3 separate regions of the Mus musculus genome follow, and regions 2 and 3 are each linked to region 1. A link is a contact called in public targeted proximity ligation data. All regions are on one chromosome and are shown on one strand. The core of a region is the stretch at or near the end of the contact, and the rest is flanking DNA. Distances in the headings are between cores, read along the strand shown.

Evidence for each region.
Region 2: a targeted proximity ligation map of pancreatic cancer cells shows a contact between it and region 1. A contact is called at or near these places in 2 of 130 datasets of targeted methods (microglia and pancreatic cancer cells).
Region 3: a targeted proximity ligation map of pancreatic cancer cells shows a contact between it and region 1. A contact is called at or near these places in 5 of 39 promoter capture datasets (the C10 cell line, liver, neural stem cells and 1 more), 3 of 130 datasets of targeted methods (bone marrow-derived macrophages, large pre-B cells and pancreatic cancer cells) and 1 of 9 other capture datasets (liver).

Annotation. Positions count from the first base shown.
Region 1 is chr19:6,856,881-6,859,596 of GRCm38.p6, reverse strand. Ccdc88b (coiled-coil domain containing 88B) reads left to right here and starts at 1,386. Exons shown (of 27, transcript NM_001081291.1): 1 at 1,386-1,517; 2 at 1,806-1,963; 3 at 2,102-2,213; 4 at 2,291-2,360; 5 at 2,440-2,498; 6 at 2,587-2,670. The coding sequence starts at 1,458.
Region 2 is chr19:7,493,124-7,495,839 of GRCm38.p6, reverse strand. It overlaps Atl3 (atlastin GTPase 3), which reads right to left and starts at 1,402. Exons shown (of 13, transcript NM_146091.4): 1 at 1,179-1,402. The coding sequence starts at 1,224. Gm52401 (a long non-coding RNA gene) reads left to right here and starts at 2,046. Exons shown (of 2, transcript XR_003952920.1): 1 at 2,046-2,223.
Region 3 is chr19:6,333,694-6,336,409 of GRCm38.p6, reverse strand. It overlaps Men1 (multiple endocrine neoplasia 1), which reads right to left and starts at 1,397. Exons shown (of 10, transcript NM_001168489.1): 1 at 1,328-1,397; 2 at 505-965. The coding sequence starts at 949.

The DNA.
Region 1 (2,716 bases), core at 137-2,636:
TGAAAACCAGGGTCAGGTCCCTCCCTCTGGTGCTCCCACCATTTGGGTTGTGGGTTCAGAGTGCTCCCTGAAAGACCTCAGAGTCCTCCTCTAAGCTCCTCAAGCCTTTCTCGGGAGTTGCTGCTGGGGCTTTGGAATTTTCTTGTGCCTGCAATGACAGCTGCATCAGGGCTGAAGCCAGCTGAAGGGCAACAGTACCTTGTCACCTGACTTTAGAAATGATGACCGAGACAGACAAGAAGACAAACACAAGTAGTTCCTGATCTATGCTTCTAGCTGCTGATTCCTTGGCTATCCTTCCCTCTCAGCAGGCTGCCTCCTGCCTCCTCTGGGAAGCCTTCCCTGACTGCCCTGTGAAAGCACTTAGTAGGACTACAGTGTCTTATTTCATGTGACTATTCTCTCTCTCTCTCTCTTTCTCTCTCTCTCTCTCCCTCTCTTCCTCTCTCTCTCTCTAACACAGGGTCTCTCTAAACAGGCCTAGATGTCCTAGAACTCCAGGCTGGCTTTGAACTCAGAGATCCACCTATCTCTTTCTCCTGAGTGCTGGGATTAAAGATGTGTGCCACCATGCCTGGCCAGCATCATCATTATTTTGGGAAACAGTCTCACTAAATTGGTTTAGCTGGTCTAGCATTCACTATAGGTAATCCAGGATGGCCTTGAATTCCTGATTCTCCTGTCTCTACCCTTCAAGGGGCTGGAATCACAGGCATGCATCTCTACTCCCGGTTATAAGGTACTAGAGATTGAACCCAGGGCCTTGTATATGTTAAGCAGGCCCTCTATGGACTGAGTCACATTCCCGGGTATTGTGTGCTTCCTTTTAAGGAGTTTACAGATGGGAAACTGAGTCTGGTAACTGCGGTTACTGGCCTTCCTCCATTTTCAGTGTAGTATTTACAAAGTCCAGGAGGGTCAGCGTCTACTCTCTCCTGGGGTTCAGAGGAGCTGGCTGGGACATGCAGCACCTGTAGCAGGCTTCAACAGCTGACAGATTGGCATGAGACTGAAGAAGGAGATACCAACAAATGAAGAACAAATTCAAGGCCATCCTGGACTACCTATAGTGAATGCTAGACCAGCCTATTGACTCCAAGGCAAGGCCAGAGCTCTTTTAGTGACGACAGAGTGCCAGGCTGAGGTCACTCTCTCTTGCCCACGAGAGAAAAGGTCTTCCCGTTATTCCCATGGAGTCAGGAACCCTGTAGGCCTCCCCTCAGCTAACTTACAGCTTTGTAGCTAGTCTTACCTTATCTGAGACCCAGGGAAGATGTGTGTGTGTGTTTGCGTGTATGTGCTGAGACACGATTCGCAGCCCTGCAGAACCCCGGAAGAAGGAAGCTGTACAGGGTCTGTGGCTGGGCCTCTGGGATCCCCCAGCCGGGGACTTCCTCTTCCTCTCAGAGCAGGTGTAGCTGCCACAGCGTGACAGGGACTACACCCTGACCCCCAACATGGAGGGGGCCAAGGGGCCCAGGCTCAGAGGCTTTCTGAGTGGGAGTCTGGCCACCTGGGTGAGGGTCAGGTGGGAGAGGAAGAGAGTGTGGGGCAGACTGAGGGCTGGGGGAGGAGGGGCTGGGTGTATAGCATCAGCAGGGGGGGGGGAGGGGAAGCTGGTCTGGGAACTGGGGCAGGAGGCATTCAGGGGCACTGGTGAAGTGTGTGTGTGTGTGTGGGGGGGTGGTAGTGGGAATCATAGAGTGTTTTGGGACAGATCAGGGACTCAGGATGAGTTTACTAGTTGGGGGTGGTGGTGGTGGGGAGTTTCTACCTGTTTAGCTGACTTCTATTTGTTTCCACAGGCACTGGGACTGGCTGGGCTGGTGGGGGAGGCAGAAGAATCAGCGGGGGGAACAGAGGAGGAGGAGGAGGAGGAGGAGGAAGAGGGGGCTCTTTGTACAGAGAAGAGATTCCTGCGGCTGATCGATGGAGCCTTACTCCTTCGGGTGCTGGGCATCATGTAAGTGACATGGGGAAGTTGAGTTGGGGGGGGGGCTGTGAATAGTAGGAGGAGTCTGAGGGTGGAGGGCAAGGCCTGTCTGGGTTGTGGGGAGGTCCTCAAGCCAACCTCTCACCCATGTTCCCTGGGTGATCATAGTGCTCCCAGTTCCCGAGGAGGACTTCGAATGGTCAGGGGCCGTGATGGTCCTGCAGCCTGTCGGATGTGGAACCTCTGTCATCTATGGGGGCGACTGAGGGATTTTTACCAGGTAAAACATTGGGAAGGCCAGACAGGAGGCCCAGCAGCCCCTGTGAAGGTGTCTTTCTTAGTGTTGGCCTATTCTAGGAGGAGCTACAGCTGCTGATCCTATCACCACCTCCAGACCTCCAGACAATGGGGTGTGACCCCTTCTCAGGTGCTGCTTCCTACCCACCCTCTGTCCTCTGTCCCTGCCCCATGTCCCTATTTAACCCTTTGTGGCTTGTGCCCAGCAGAAGAGGCAGTGGACGAGCTGGAAAGCATCCTTCGGCTGTTGCTGGGGGCCTCAGTGCAGGTGAAGAGGGGACGGGAGAAGAGAATGGAGTTCTGACAGGAGGAGGGGCCTCTGTGTGCCAGCTTTGGGCCTTCTCTGTCCACCACAGTGTGAACACCGGGAGCTCTTCATCCGTCACATCCGGGGCCTCAGCCTTGACGTCCAGAGCGAGCTGGCTGGTGCAATCCAGGAGGTACTGACGGCAGCAATACAGTCCAGGGGCTTGATTGGGTTCATTT
Region 2 (2,716 bases), core at 153-2,652, 640 kb before region 1:
CCTCAACTGTTTTTCTTATGGTTATGACTATTACAAAAGACAGTAAACTACCGAAAATAAAACAATGTTGGTATTGGCCTTATGCTTCACTAGGTGAAAATGTTTTTCACCCATACATCCCCTCACGCATGTAAAAGCTGCACAGGAATTTCTAGAATACAAGCTGGTTTTCGTAGGAAGCAAAACAGCCCTCATTTGATGTTGCAGTTTGTATGTAAGCTGAATACTGACATAGAGTACAAATCCTTAACGTAGGTTTTACTTAACTCCACTTCTCCAAAACAAAACTGAGAACCATGACGTTTTAGACTGCTAGGGGTTTTTTTTTTTTTTTTTTTTTTTTTCTTCACCTTTTGCAAAACATTCCACTTCGTACTCAAATTTGAAGACTGGGGTTTGCTAAAAAATTCTTCAAACACTACTGTTGACTCTTCTTTTTTTTTTCCTTTAGATTTCGCAACTGAAACTTGCAATCATTTCAGGGCCATACCCATTAAACAAGCACAGTGCCAGGTAAAATGACAGGCGAAACTGCATCCATGAATTTACGGAGGGACTATTTGGTTTTCATTTAGTACTTTTACCACCTCATTTTATGTCTCCGGCAAAGCCAAAGGAACCAAACTTACTTTAAAAAAAAAAAAAACAAAACAAAAAACTTGCAAAACAAAACAACCAAATTTAGGCCAATTCTTTTATCACCAAACATGGAGATAAGCGCGGGTGGAAAACGAACTTTACTAATACTTGTCAGTATCTCAAGGTCTTTTCGTTTAAAATAAAACCTTTCAACTCCAAGGCTGCACCGCAGCATTCCAGCACTTTAAGGCTCAACAATAAAGCCTTCCGCCGATCCCGGCCCGTTAAGACGGACCGCCAACCTCGCTTCCCGACCCGGAGCGCGCCACCGCCCGGCACGCCCTGCCCAGCACAGGGCGGAGCTCGACGGGCCAGAACACCAGGCCGCAGGAGGCCGCGGGCTCCCGGCGGAGACTGGGAACGTTCCCCGCTCCAGGAGCCCCGGCCCTGAATTCCGAGCCGAGACACCCGGCGGTGCGGCCTCCCGTCGCCACACCAAAAAAGGCGGCGGCAGGGACGGCTTGTCACCTCGGAGCCGAAGCACTGGGAGGCAGCGTGGGTAACCACGGACCGGGTCCCGGGAAAATTGGACGCCTCACCTGCTCCTCTCGATGCCACCGCTGCAGTTCGCTGAGGGGACAACATGGAGCCTCCTCCTTCAGCAGAAGTAGCAGAGGCAGAGAAGACAGGAGCGGGTTGAGGCTGCCCTGGAGGAGGGAAACAGGCGGAGCCTGGACTTGGGGAGAAACCGAGAAGGAGGGGCGCGCGGAGAAAGCCTACAGCTCAGGAGACAGCCCTGCCGATGGCGCAGGGCGTGACGAGGGCGGGAAAGCGCACGCGGCCGAGTCCCGCCACCGTTCGGTGCGCGTGCGCCGGAGCGGGGATCGTGCCGCGGGTACCTGTGACTGCGTACTGGAATGTCGGGTCCATCGGGAATTGTAGTTCGGCGTTTTCTTGGGCCCGGCCCCTCTGACCCGGGTGTTCGCCCTCATCCGGGGCGTAGAGGAAACGGAGGACAGGACTGGGCCGAGTGGGTCTTCCTACCGCTGAACTACAACTCCCATTAGGCCTTGCAAAGGGAAAAAAATGAGGAGGGCTCTCGGAAGACCCTGCCCGGCGCCTAACCCGGGGACCAGGGCCGGGCTTTGGCCACCCGGTTCCCGCCGGGAGCCCCCACCCGGCCCGCGTGCTGGGCTCTGGTGTTCCTCGCTGGCCAGGACTACAGGTGGTGGTATGAAAGAATTAACATGATGACGCGAACGCTTCGACTTTGACTTCACAAGGACAGACCATCGTGACTTCATTATCATCACCATCACCCCTAATCTCTGATCTGACCAAGGCTTACTAAAAGCTAAAGTAACGCCGGTCGTGGTGGCGCACGCCTTTAATCCCAGCACTTGGGAGGCAGAGGCAGGAGGATTTCTGAGTTCGAGGCCAGCCTGGTCTACAAAGTGAGTTCCTGGACAGCCAGGGATACACAGAGAAACCCTGTCTCGAAAAACAAAAAAACAAAACAAAACAAACAAACAAAAAGCTAAAGTAAGACCTTACTAAGTCAGGCTCCGGGTGGCACGCTGGTAATCCCAGTACTGGAGACCAGGAGAGGAGGATCAGGTGTTCAATACCTTCCTGAACTACATAGTGAGTCTCTGTCTCATTTTCGCGCGACCTCAGACTATTCTGAGCCATGACCCACCTTTTGTAAACTTTAGACTTCTAGGACCGTGATTCAAAGTTACTTTACAAAAGGAAGTTGTTGGGAAATGCTTTTATTCATACTTGACATATTGTGAAAATACAATTTGCCACAACTAAATACTGTTTTCTAACAAATCCTATAGATGGAGGTAGTGTCACCCCAGTGACTTGATTTTTCCTCACCATTGTTTCGTTCATTCAGCAAATGTTTTCTTTATTCCTTCGGCCTACCCTGAACTTCCCTCTATCTCTACACCCTGCCAAGCCTTTCAGCTATCTTTACTTCCTGAGCAATTATGCCAAAGGTTATGAGGTAAAAATTATTCGTAGCCTACCTAAAGAAATCCTGTTTACACTTCTTTAACCCCTCTTTGAGCCCCTTTACCCCCCAAACTCTCAAGACTGTTAGGAAACTCTCTTCTAGCTTTTAGATTTA
Region 3 (2,716 bases), core at 148-2,647, 520 kb after region 1:
CCTTCTTCATGTTCTGATTTATCTCTGCACTTTTTTCCTCAAAGCTCACAAGAGGCCTCAGATGCTTGCTCAGTACATTGCACGGAGAGCTGAAGCACTTTGTCCTTAGTCAAGCCCGTGCTTCCTTTCAAAATATTTTCAAAGGTATAATCTTAATTGTCTCAAATGTACCCACCCATTTGTCCTACCTCCCCAGTCTGCTACCACCTTCTTTCCCCATATGTTGGGCTGCCAGATCCCTCTGGCTATTCAATGGCAGGGCTGGGACTGTTGAAAGACTGGGGAGTAAAAGCTGGCACCAAATGACCAGGTTCCAGTCTCAGCCCTGTCATTCTGACATTCCCCTCTTCAGAATTCTCTTTCCACAACTGCGAAGGAGAAATAATACCTGCCCCACCACACAAGGTTTACAAGTCTCAAAAGGGCTATAAGCCATATTGTTCAGACATGAGAAGAGGTAAGACAACACTCATTTGCTCTCCTGACCACCTGTCTGACTCCAACCTGTGATGAAGCTGAAGAGGGACTGGATGTGGGCCCGGTCCTTGAAGTAGGAGCGGCTGAGGCTGTTCCATATGACATCCGAGACCTTTTTTACCAGTTCGCGACTAGAAACACCTCCCTCTCGAGGATAGAGGGAGAGGTCCACAGCGCCGCGGATCTGAGCGGTGAATCGGGCATAGAGGGCAGCAATGATGGATAGGTCGGCCACCGGGAAGTAGGTGAGGCCACCAGGAGGGTCGGGTGCGGGGCTGGGCTGGAAGGTGAGCTCCGGCACGTTGGTGGGGATGACACGGTTGACAGCCAGGAAATGCTCCACGAAGCCCAGGACCAAGGACAGGAGCACCAGGTCAGGCTCCTCTCGGCCCAGCTCTGCAGCAAACAGGCGCACCACGTCGTCGATAGAGCGCAGAGGGAACAGCGTCTTCTGGGCGGCCTTCAGCCCCATGGCGGCGGGCGGTGGCCTGCGGGCGAGCCGAGGGAGGGAGGGTCGGGCTCGGCGAGAGAGCCCCCTCCCAGGCTCGGCTAAGGCTCTACCCTCCGCCACAATTCTGCTTCGCCAGCCGCTTCGTCCTGTGCTCACGGGCGGCGGCTCGGTTTCTGAGACCCTTCAACCAAGGCTATATAGGGCCTTCTAGTTCCTTACAATTCCGGGACCCCCAGCCCCGATGAGGCTGCTCCCAAAGACCTATTGGGGACCCTCAAAGGCCGCCCCTCCAGTCCCTACAATCTCTACCCGGCCCTCTGGAGCCTGTCCAGAAGGCAAACCCAAACCAGCCTCCCACAAGTCCCAAGGAGAGTCCCGGCTTCGGTCCCCCGCGCCCACCTCCGCGCTTACATCCCACACAAGGCACCGCGGCGCCCGCCGCCTGAAGCCTGCTGGGAAATGAAGTCCCGCGCCTCCTATGGCCGCACTGCCTGCTGGGAAATGGGGAGTCCTTGCTCACCCGGCCCTCTCTAAATCTGAAAATGACAGCCAAACCCGCAATGGCTTATGGAAGAAGTAGTCCTGCTGCTCCAGGGCGGGTAAGCTGAGCTCCTCAACGATTGGTCATCTAGGATCACGCCAGAAGAAGTTCCTCCGTGACTTCTGGGAGATTGTAGTCCTAGGATTAAACTCAGGCGCAGTAGCGCCCCTGCAGTGTGTATTATGGCCAGTTTAAGATGTGAGGGAAACTGTTGCTCTAAAACACTACAAGGAGGCTGGAGACCTGGTTCAGCTGTTCAGAGCACTTGTTGCTTTTGCAAAGGACCTGGGATCAAGTTTAGGTCCCCACACCCACATTGTGGCTCACCATCTGTAACTCCACTTCCAGAGGACCCATGCTTTTCTCTGACCTCCACCAAGCTTGACTTGGTGCACACACATAAAAAGGCAGACGAAACATCCACACCTAAAAAGAATGCAAGGCTGAACACAGTACGGCGGAGGCAGAAGGATTTTGGTGAGCTCAAGGCAAGACTGGTCTATGATCCAATACCAGTCCTTGAAATTAGAGGCAAGGAACTCAGGGTGGACTTCAGAGATGACTCAGAGTTAAGAGCCCTGGCGGCTCTGGCTCAGGACCCTGCGTTCCCAGTATGTACATGTTTGCTCACAACTGGGTCTTTAGCCCCACTTTAGGAGGTCCAATGTTCTCTGCTGTCCTCTGCAGGCTCCAAGCAGGCACCTTATGCACACACATAGGTAAAATAAAATTAAGGAAAGAAAAGAAAAAAAAAATCAGGAAGTTCAAGGTCAGTTTTACCTTAGACAGGATCTTGCTTTTTAGTTCAGACTGGCCACAGACTCACAATATTCCTGCCTCAGCCTCCACCATGCTGGGATTATAGATGTTCACCACCAGTCCACATGGCACCACCCCTCCCACAAGGCTTCATGACCTCATCTTAATTCACGAAGTCTGTAATGACCCTGTTTCCAAAACGAAGTCTTTTTGTCTGAGACCAAGACCTCAATAGATGAAGCTGAGGAGATGATGTAGCAGCTGAGAGCCTTTTGTTGTACCAGTAGGAGGACCTGAGTTCAAATACCCAGAATTCACTTATACGTTTGGAATCCTAGCATTATAGGGCATGGATGGGGAATGGGGTCAGTGTGGGGGTTAAAGGGAGGAGGGTCTTGGGACTTCCTGCCTAACGACCTAGCTGCAGGTTCAGAGAGAGAGCCTGTGTAAAGGGAAGAAGACAGAGAGAGTCATAAAGAAGGATATGT